2 separate regions of the Zea mays genome follow, and region 2 is linked to region 1. Evidence: chromatin contacts called from public Hi-C data. All regions are on one chromosome and are shown on one strand. The core of a region is the stretch at or near the end of the contact, and the rest is flanking DNA. Distances in the headings are between cores, read along the strand shown.

The links. A called contact is a pair of places that touch in the nucleus more often than the background predicts.
Region 2: a contact with region 1 is called in a Hi-C map of tassel, with 3 times the contacts expected there. The contact joins the promoter of LOC541964 here to the promoter of LOC100282387 in region 1. A contact is called at or near these places in 4 of 25 Hi-C or Micro-C datasets (ear, endosperm, leaf and 1 more).

The regions. Positions count from the first base shown.
Region 1 is chr7:11,453,832-11,458,450 of Zm-B73-REFERENCE-NAM-5.0, forward strand. It overlaps LOC100282387 (40S ribosomal protein S15), which reads right to left and starts at 2,428. Exons shown (of 4, transcript NM_001155298.2): 1 at 2,353-2,428; 2 at 2,115-2,266; 3 at 1,979-2,036; 4 at 505-969. The coding sequence starts at 2,355. The coding sequence ends at 721.
Region 2 is chr7:11,631,226-11,635,488 of Zm-B73-REFERENCE-NAM-5.0, forward strand. It overlaps LOC541964 (histone H1-like protein), which reads left to right and starts at 2,612. Exons shown (of 2, transcript NM_001111618.2): 1 at 2,612-2,858; 2 at 3,018-3,815. The coding sequence starts at 2,679. The coding sequence ends at 3,572.

The DNA of each region.
Region 1 (4,619 bases), core at 1,178-3,677:
AGTTCATTCCTCAAATTTGTTAGAATGACCTCATTACTCGTGAAGGGGTGTTTGTTTGAGGAATCACTCCACAGATGGTCTATCATAAGTTAATTCCTCAAATTTCTTAGAATGACCTCATTACTCGTGTTAGTACTAACTAACTAAGAATGAGGTGATGACAAATCAACTCATTCTATTACACAAAAAAAAAAGAGTGAGAAGATGATAGCTAACCTATTATCCAAACCAAACACTCTAAAAATTAATTCTCATGCTCAACTCCATGAATCTGACCTAGTCTTATATCTGAGCTTTATATCTGAGCTTTGGAAAGTGATGGAATATCAAATTTCAAGCCAAATAGTCTACTTTATTGAGTAAATTACAATTCCTCGTAAATGAAAAAAAAACGAGCGCCCAATAAATTGACATCTTCAAATTTAAATCCAATGAAACCACTAACAGCAAACACCAGAGTTGTAAGCCTCATCTTCAGAATTTCAGAAATAAGCAACCCAAAATCAAGGAAACAACAAAGAACGTAACATCACATATTAGATAAGATTATACTCACATACTTCCAACAAAACAGCATAGTTATGCAATGCTTAGCTTTGAAATCTAGTGCTGGAAACAGAACAAAATGTCTTGGGTATGTAACTTGTTCGAAACAAGCAGCAAAGCTGAAAGGGCAATGCCACTGGACACCCTTGGGACGCTACAGATCTGGGTAACAACTCATTTCAGAGGGATAAACCGCGAGGAGTGAGTGGCACCAATACCGGGCCTCCCGTGCTTGACCGGCTTGTAGGAAATGGAGAACTCTGCAAGATAGTGGCCAATCATCTCAGGCTTGATCTCAACCTGGTTGAAGGTCTTGCCATTGTAGACACCAACAATGCTCCCAATCATCTCGGGGACAATGATCATGTTGCGGAGATGGGTCTTCACTGGCTCTGGCTTCTCGCCGACAGGAGCATCCTTTTTCTGTTCACAGCAGGGAGATAACTAGTGAGGAAATAGTGCATCAGGTACAAGTAAATATAAACTTCCACACATGCCATAAGATAAATCAACACAGAATCTTGCATCGTCCATGCCTTACTGGCACAGAACAGAACTGCAGCAAAAAAAAAGATACTGTACATTCAGGATAGAAATTTTGGTTTACCATCACCCAAGTCTTCAACATACACAACAATACTGTTAATTGGGGCAAGGCAGGTTGTAAGACGGCAGGTTGCATAACGAACAAATGAAACTATGCACCATACAGTAAACAATTCAAAAGTTAGTTACTTGCAACTTTTTAATTAAAAAAGCTTGTTTGTCTATAATCCCAGTTAAAAACCAACAGAATAAATGACATAAGAGCTCTATAAAATTACAGTAAACACTCAGTGCTAGACTAATAAGGTTCACGATACATAATCACACAGTGCTAGCAACCTTATTCGCTACACATTCAAGCTACAGGATAAGTTATCAGAAAACCTAGGGGCGCATGAGTTTATCATATTCGCAATTGCTAATGAATTTCCTTTATAATATGACCCCCCCCCCCACTCCCAAAATGCCCAAGCTCCACCACCAAGAAAACCAACTTTCGGGTTCAATCAACTGCATACCCTTCCAAGTGCAAATTTACAGTAAACGTAACACTACGAGCAAATAGAAAATCTATAACATAGCCAATAGAATTTGCTCGAGTACAACGTGTGAAATCAAGTTGACAACACAAGCATGCTGCGCCAGAATTATACATATCAAAAATTCAGAAAACACACACTTAACTCATTCGAACAGACACATTTCTAATTTCAATTAAATTTCTAGATAAATACGAAAGATATAGGCATGGGGAAAAAGTACTTGAATAATCTAATAAGCATCATAAAATCATTAGAGCATAACAGATCCACGCAATTATTTAGATCGGACCACATTAAAACACAAACAAAAAGAGGTAATGAAGATTTAGCGGTTGAAAACTGACCGCCTTGCGCAGCTTCTTGATGAGCGCCATGGGCTTCCTCTTCAAACCCCTCTGGAACCTACCGAAACAGACACATCACATGATCTCTGCAAACCAAAATCCCTCGGAAACAAGCAAATCGCAGCACGAAATGTACCTTCTCCTGGCGCGCGCTGGGAAGAGCTGAACGAGGTCGTCGGTGGACATGTCAAGCAGCGCATCGAGGTCGACGCCGCGGTAGCTGTACTTGCGGAACGTCCTCTTCTTGGGAGCACCGGCGGCGACCTCCGGCTCGACATCGACGTCCGCCTGCGCAACACGAATTAGTCCTTACGCGAATCTTATGGACGAGCTGGATCTTGGAGAGATCTATGCAGTTTTGACGGTGATCTCACCATGTTTGAAGTTAAATCCGGACACTAGGGGTCAGGGAGCGGCGGCGGCGGCGGTGGCTGTGGGTAGGGTTTAGAGATGGCTGGGCGTGGAAGGAGTTCTTTTTGAAACGAGAGTATTCCCATGGGCTTCTTAAAATTAGTACCTCAAGTAATTGGATTCGTAGTATGTCCGTGCGTTGCAACGAGAGTATGCTGAAATTAGAGATGGCAATGGGGATTTCCCCGTCGGGGTATCTTCTCATACCTATCTGGGGTAAGAAAATACCCGTCCCCGTTAGCTTCGACGGGGGAGAAATTTCCCCATCCCCGTCCCCGCTCGGGGGTTATGTAACTGAAATGTATGTTTGAACATGAAACAAACGTACTCCACTCACCCTATCAAATTCCATTTGTTTATCATTCCTCCACATGACCATAGCTTGTAGAACGAAGTAGTTGGTATTAACCCTATAGAATAATGTTTGATCAACTATATTATATACAATAGTTATCATAGAAAAAAATTAAACTGTTGAAAACGTGGTATTGAGAAAATATCCTTTCAAGTCAATTGGAACACCAGACCGAATTGTATGTTCCCACTTAAAAATATCATCTGCCCATCCAGAACGTTTCTTGTTGTAGGCAATCTTATATTTCTTTGAGGCCATAATAATTGCTTCCGCAAACCTCTTGTATGACATGAGTTTGCACCAATCTTGAGTGGTGTAAAGTCTATAAAAGTTACGTGCTTCTTACCATGATCGATTACGAAAAGTGCGTAGCATCCGTTCAATTTCCATGGCATAAGAATCTACAAAATATCAGTCATTAGGATTGCAACGAAGTGCCTTTTATAAATACATTCGAAATAAAATTCCTTCATCTCTGGATCAGCTAGGGGATCGTACGGCTCCGGAGGCGGGGATAGTTCAGTTGAAGTAGGTAAACAGATTAGTTCGAAGCCACAAAGCAAGTACTGAAGCTAAATAATCAAAGAATAATATCAATACGCCTTTCGCGTTCTGCAGCTTCTTTAGCTCGCTTTGCTTCTGTCCGGACATTGTGGGCGTCTTTTTCACTCTTTTTTATAATCTCATGGGCCAGCTCTCGGCCACCATTCACCCAGACATCATTATAAAATTTCCAGCCCATTAAAGTTGCTTCAACTGAAGGATCCTTCGTATCGTCTATGGAGAAGGCAGCTTCGGCCTGGGCTATAGCCTTAATATGATCACATCCGGCCTTCTCCAGAATAGCTGAGATTCCCCGCGCACCGGAAAACGCGCAAATATTCCCGCGATCACTCAAAATTTCCTCGAAGGCTTCGGCTTCTCCACTTATCCATTCAACAACGCCCTCGGGGTCGCCTCGTATGAAGTTTTCTTCAGCAGAGAAGGCGCCCACTTTGGCGAAGCTAGTTTTTAATTTCTTCACGCAATTCAAGGATTTTTTAAAGCACCTCTCCTTGGATTCGCGAAGTTCTTCAACATTTTTCTCTAGCTTATTTTTCCAATATTCACTGATTTCTTGATTTGCATGTGCGAGCGCGCAGTTCTCCTTAGCTTCGGCCAGTTGTCTCCGAAGGTCTTCAATTTCGGTTTTCTGGGCTTCGGCCTGAGCTTTGTAATTAGTCTCGTCTTCCTTTACTTTGTTCACCAATGAAATCAAAATTTTGTCTTTCTCTAGACCTTCGTTTCTTAGTTCAATCACCTCAGACCGAAGGTTGTTAAGAGCCATTGTACAGCCTTCGTCTTCGGCGCTCTTCTGAGCCCTCAAGGCATTACTAAGAATTAATCCCTGCAAAGAAGGAAGATTTGAGCATGGCAATAAAATACTTCATTTTCTAGCTTCAAAATTAACCTCTATACCTTTATACTGTTGTACGCGAGGCTATCAGCAAGATCATCCTTCGACAAGACCGAAAGGCCTTCTTCAAGCTTAGGAAATCCCATATTCTTAGCTATCTCTTGGCACACAGATATTTCTTTGTTATCCGGGAGACAGTACAGGAAATCATCTTCGTTGGTACCATTGAACACTAAGGCACCTTCGGATATTTCAGTCTTTGGGCATAGTGTTTGGCCTCAAAGATTTCTTCTTCAGATAAAGTTTTCCCTGAAGCATGTCGAACAATGTAATCAATATCTTCAGCTAAAGCTTCGGGGACAGGAGACTTTGCTTTTTCTGCCATATCTTGCTCTGCTGTCTTGCTGGTATCTGAAATTTGCTGACCCACCTTATCTTCAGGCTCGGCGGCCTTCGTCTCAGTAGGCGCTGAAGGCCCA
Region 2 (4,263 bases), core at 1,362-3,861, 180 kb after region 1:
CTAGGCAAGTCGGCCTCTTAGATTCTATGACGCCTTGACCTATTAACTCTTCATAGGGTCATTGTTATGCTTCTTCTCAGATCCAAATTCTCTCTCTTTTTCAGATCTGGTGACGGCGAGGGAAAGTAACATAGACTTCAGTGGCAGTGGCTCTAGACTACAACGCACCCCGAGCGGATCAACCACATAGATTGATTGTGCACTGACATATTATTCATAGGACCACTAATGCGTATCCTCTCAGATCCAAACTCTCTCACCCTTTTCAGATCTAGTGACATTGAGGGCAAGTAGCAAGAGTTTGGCAGCAGTCGTGGACTACGACGGATCCAAACAAGTCAACCTCTCAGATCTGGTGATTCCTTAACCTATTAACTTTTCAAAGGATCACCAACGCGCTTCCTCTCAGATCCAAACTCTTTTCCCCTTTTAGATCTGGTGACTACAAGGTCAAGCAGCACAAACTTTGGTGGTAGCAGCTTCAGACTACGAAAGGTCGCCAAGCAAGTCACTCTTCTCGCCCCCTCTTTTTATTTCCCTCTCACTCACAACTCGAGGCATGGTGGTTTGGGGTTGAAGAAGTTGGACCTTGCGATGTAAGGTTGAAGAAGCGGCTTTGGACCTAGGGTCTCTTTAAATAGAGTTGAAGAAGGAACCATAAATTTAGTGTTGGAGGGTTTGGGGGTTGGAGATTAGTTTTTGATAGGACATTAATCTTAAAGAGAATGGCTAAGTTAGGGTGGGTAGCTAGTCCAGGTGTCGGCGACGTCTTATGACTTAAGGTGGAGAATGTTTGGCAGGGAAGACCAACGATGGGAGCGAGCGGTTGTCTCGTTCAGTAGGGGGCATGAAGAACAATGATAGCACGAGCGAGCGGTGTGGCTCAACATCTGGGGTGTTGTGAGCCTATTGAAAGTGGATGAGATCAACAGTGGGGAATGACAAGAATTGAATTGCAATTTTTTTTCTTTTTTCCCCTCTCTATAGCTATGTGTGGTCGGTCTAACTACATCTTTCCTCCCTCACACAATAATCTATATGGAAACAACACAACTTTCTCAGATCATCTCCCCATGTCACTCTAGCCTGCTTTAAAAAGCAGCAAAAAGTTTTGTTAATATGAATATAATATGAAAAAAGGAACAAATTTTTTGAATGTGTTTCCTAGGACACCTACATGAATGCCTAAACTTTTTTATATGGTGTCAGTGCTCACTATCTTTCGGCATTGGCATTTTGAAATAGTATTGACTCCTATTTTGACGAGCACTACATACTTCATCAGAACCTAACATGCTTGTATAGCAATTTAAAAAGGTCTTTCGACATTCTATATCCATGTGCCCGGTTAATCACTCACTCGACTCGAGCATTCTAGAAAGGAATATGGATGCTTTTCTTTATTTCTTTTTCTTTTTTACATCTGAACATTACTTTGATCTCGCATTAACAAAGTATATACTTGTGTGCCGATGCCACATTCGTTGTTGCTAAATGCTAATTAGGTGAAAATTCTCGTCTTTGGCAGGAGTAATAAGCAGGATTCAAAGATGATGGTTACACGAGAGCATCCAATGAGGAGCAGGGAATGCCAGCTTTGCCATGAAAACCCGCTCTCTTCGCCAAGCATGACCAAAGTAAGAAACTCTTTTTGAACGAAGTTCTTGTAATCTTCATTCTGCATTTGCACCAGTTTTCGATTTAAATTCACGCTGCCATTATCCATTTATGATTGGGGAAAAAAGGGGGGGATCTAGCTAGGTGAAATCCAATGCTTCACAGAACCCAATCACTATTCTGCCTTCGTGCTGAATGCACAAGCCACTAGTATCCCACTTCTTTGATCCTGACAACGGTGTCTAGATGCTATACGTGACAGGCCTCGATCTACCCTTTTTTTTTGGTTAGCTGTGCATAACTGAACCCACCACACTCTATGTGCTGCGGTACACGGCAAAAACGAGCCCGTTGCACACTGACGCTGTACCGTGACAGCCGCACCGGACCAGCCACCACTCGATCGGCAATCTCTCGCTCGATTCCGAACCAAATCGAACGCGACCACTCCCGTTCGAAAGACAGTTTCGGGGTCCATGCCCGCACCAAATTTCGCCCGAAACGGCTGGCCGTGCCGGGAGAACTGGCGCCCCAAAGTCGGAGGAGAAGCACACCTGCACGGAGATTCCCCCGAAGCAGACCTGCCCTCACCGAACTCCCGATTTCTCCCTGAATTCTCGACCAAATCAGACGAGACCACCCGCATTTGAAAGCTAGTTTAGTGACCTACAAACGCAGAGAGTTTCAAGGCGAACGGTGGATCACGTCGCGAGAGAGGAGCTCGGGGATCCGGGGGAGAAGCACAGATGCAACAGGCTAGTGGCGTCCACCCAGGAGCAGGGCCGCGCGCCAGCGCCCCCCCCCCCGAGCCACGGGCCTGGGCGAGCGTCCCCCCCGCCCGTTGGATCTGGGCGCGGCGCGGCAGCGATCCGCGTGCGAACCCGCTCGGCCAATCGCAGCGCGGCGCTACGTCCCTGAGCCTTTCCACCCGCCTCCGCTATTTAAACGCCCTCCTCGTCACTTCCCTGTCTCATCAGTCATCACCCACCGCCTCCGCCGCCGACAACAGCGTAGTGTAGTGTAGTTCCGGAGAGGGTTGGGGAGAGTAGTAGTGATCCGCAATGTCGACGGAGGAGGCTGTTGTGGCTGAGGTCCCGGTGACCGAGGTGCCAGCGGAGGTCCCGGCGGCCCAGGTGGCCGAGGCGCCCAAGGCGAAGAAGGCGCCCAAGGAGAAGAAGGCGCCTAAGGAGAAGAAGCTTTCCGCGGCGAAGAAGCCGGCGGCGCACCCTCCCTACGCTGAGGTGAGGTTTAGTCCGTTGCGATCTAGCCGATTCGTTGCTTCGTTAGGATCGTCTCCTCTTATGGAATCTGTTGGATTGATTCTGTCGCTCTGTTCTGTTCATGTCCGCGAATTCGATATTGAATCTGAGACGCAACCTGTTGGGTCTGTCTGGCTGCAGATGATTGTAGAGGCGATCGCTGCCCTCAAGGAGAGGAAGGGGTCGAGCTCGGTGGCCATCAGCAAGTACGTCGAGGGGAAGCATGGCGGCAAGCTCCCCACCAACTTCCGCAAGCAGCTCACTGTGCAGCTGAAGAAGCTCGCTGCCGCCGGCAAGCTGACGAGGGTGAAGAACTCCTTCAAGCTGCCGGCCACCGACGCCAAGCCCAAGGCCGCCAAGCCCAAGGCACCCAAGGCCGCGCCCAAGCCCAAGCCCTCGCCGAAGGCGAAGGCCAAGACCGCTGCGAAGCCCAAGGCGGCGTCGCCCAAACCCAAGGCCAAGGCCAAGGCCAAGCCTGTCGCTCCTGCCGCCGCGTCGCCCAAGCCCCGCGGGCGCCCTCCCAAGGTCGCCAAGACCTCCGCCAAGGCCTCCCCCGCCAAGGCAGCCAAGAAGGCGGCTGCTCCTGCCAAGAAGGGAAAGGCAGCGGCGGCTCCTAAGAAGGTGGCAACCCCGAAGAAGGCTGCTGCTGCTGCCGCCCCGGCCAGGAAGGGCGTGGCCAGGAAGGCCAAGAAGTAGTCTGCCTGCCTTGTCGCTGGCGAGATCCCCCCCTCAATTCCGCCTATAGATTCCCCTCTTTCATGGATTTTGATCCAATCGTAATATTGTCAGTAGCTCTAGATTCGTCGGTAGCTCCAGCATGAGTGTCGGTGGTAGTTCTGTGCCTGTAAAAACTTGGGATAGTTGATCGCGTGTGATCAGCCGTCATGCTCCTCCAGTCTCTATGAACAAGCTAAGCTATAATAGTATTTTGCTATCCTATGATCCCCGGGTTGTTGGCTTATTGTTGTCAATATTTTTTTGGTTGCATCTGGTTTGGATTTCTGTTTTTTAAATTGTTGGATCGGTTGATTTTGTTGGATTTAGAAGAATCCTGGCATTGCATTAAGTTCGGACTTCTGGTTTCTGCTTTTCATGTGATTCTGTTTGTTCAATTGTTAGATTGATTACCCTGGACAATGAATAGCAGGAGACTCATTTCGGTTTCATTGTCAACTGCATCAGAGTTTCTAAGTAAAAAATTCAGTAGTGAGATTCTTTGCTGCATTCGAAGTGCTGAGAATCCATCAACCAATCATCCTAAACCTAAACCTACGATATAAAGTCTTTCATGCTCTAACCATTATTTTTCGAAATGAAAAACCTGTCCCTTCAGTATTGAGGTGCCTATAGAAACAAGACATGACACATGATCTGATGTCTCCATGCT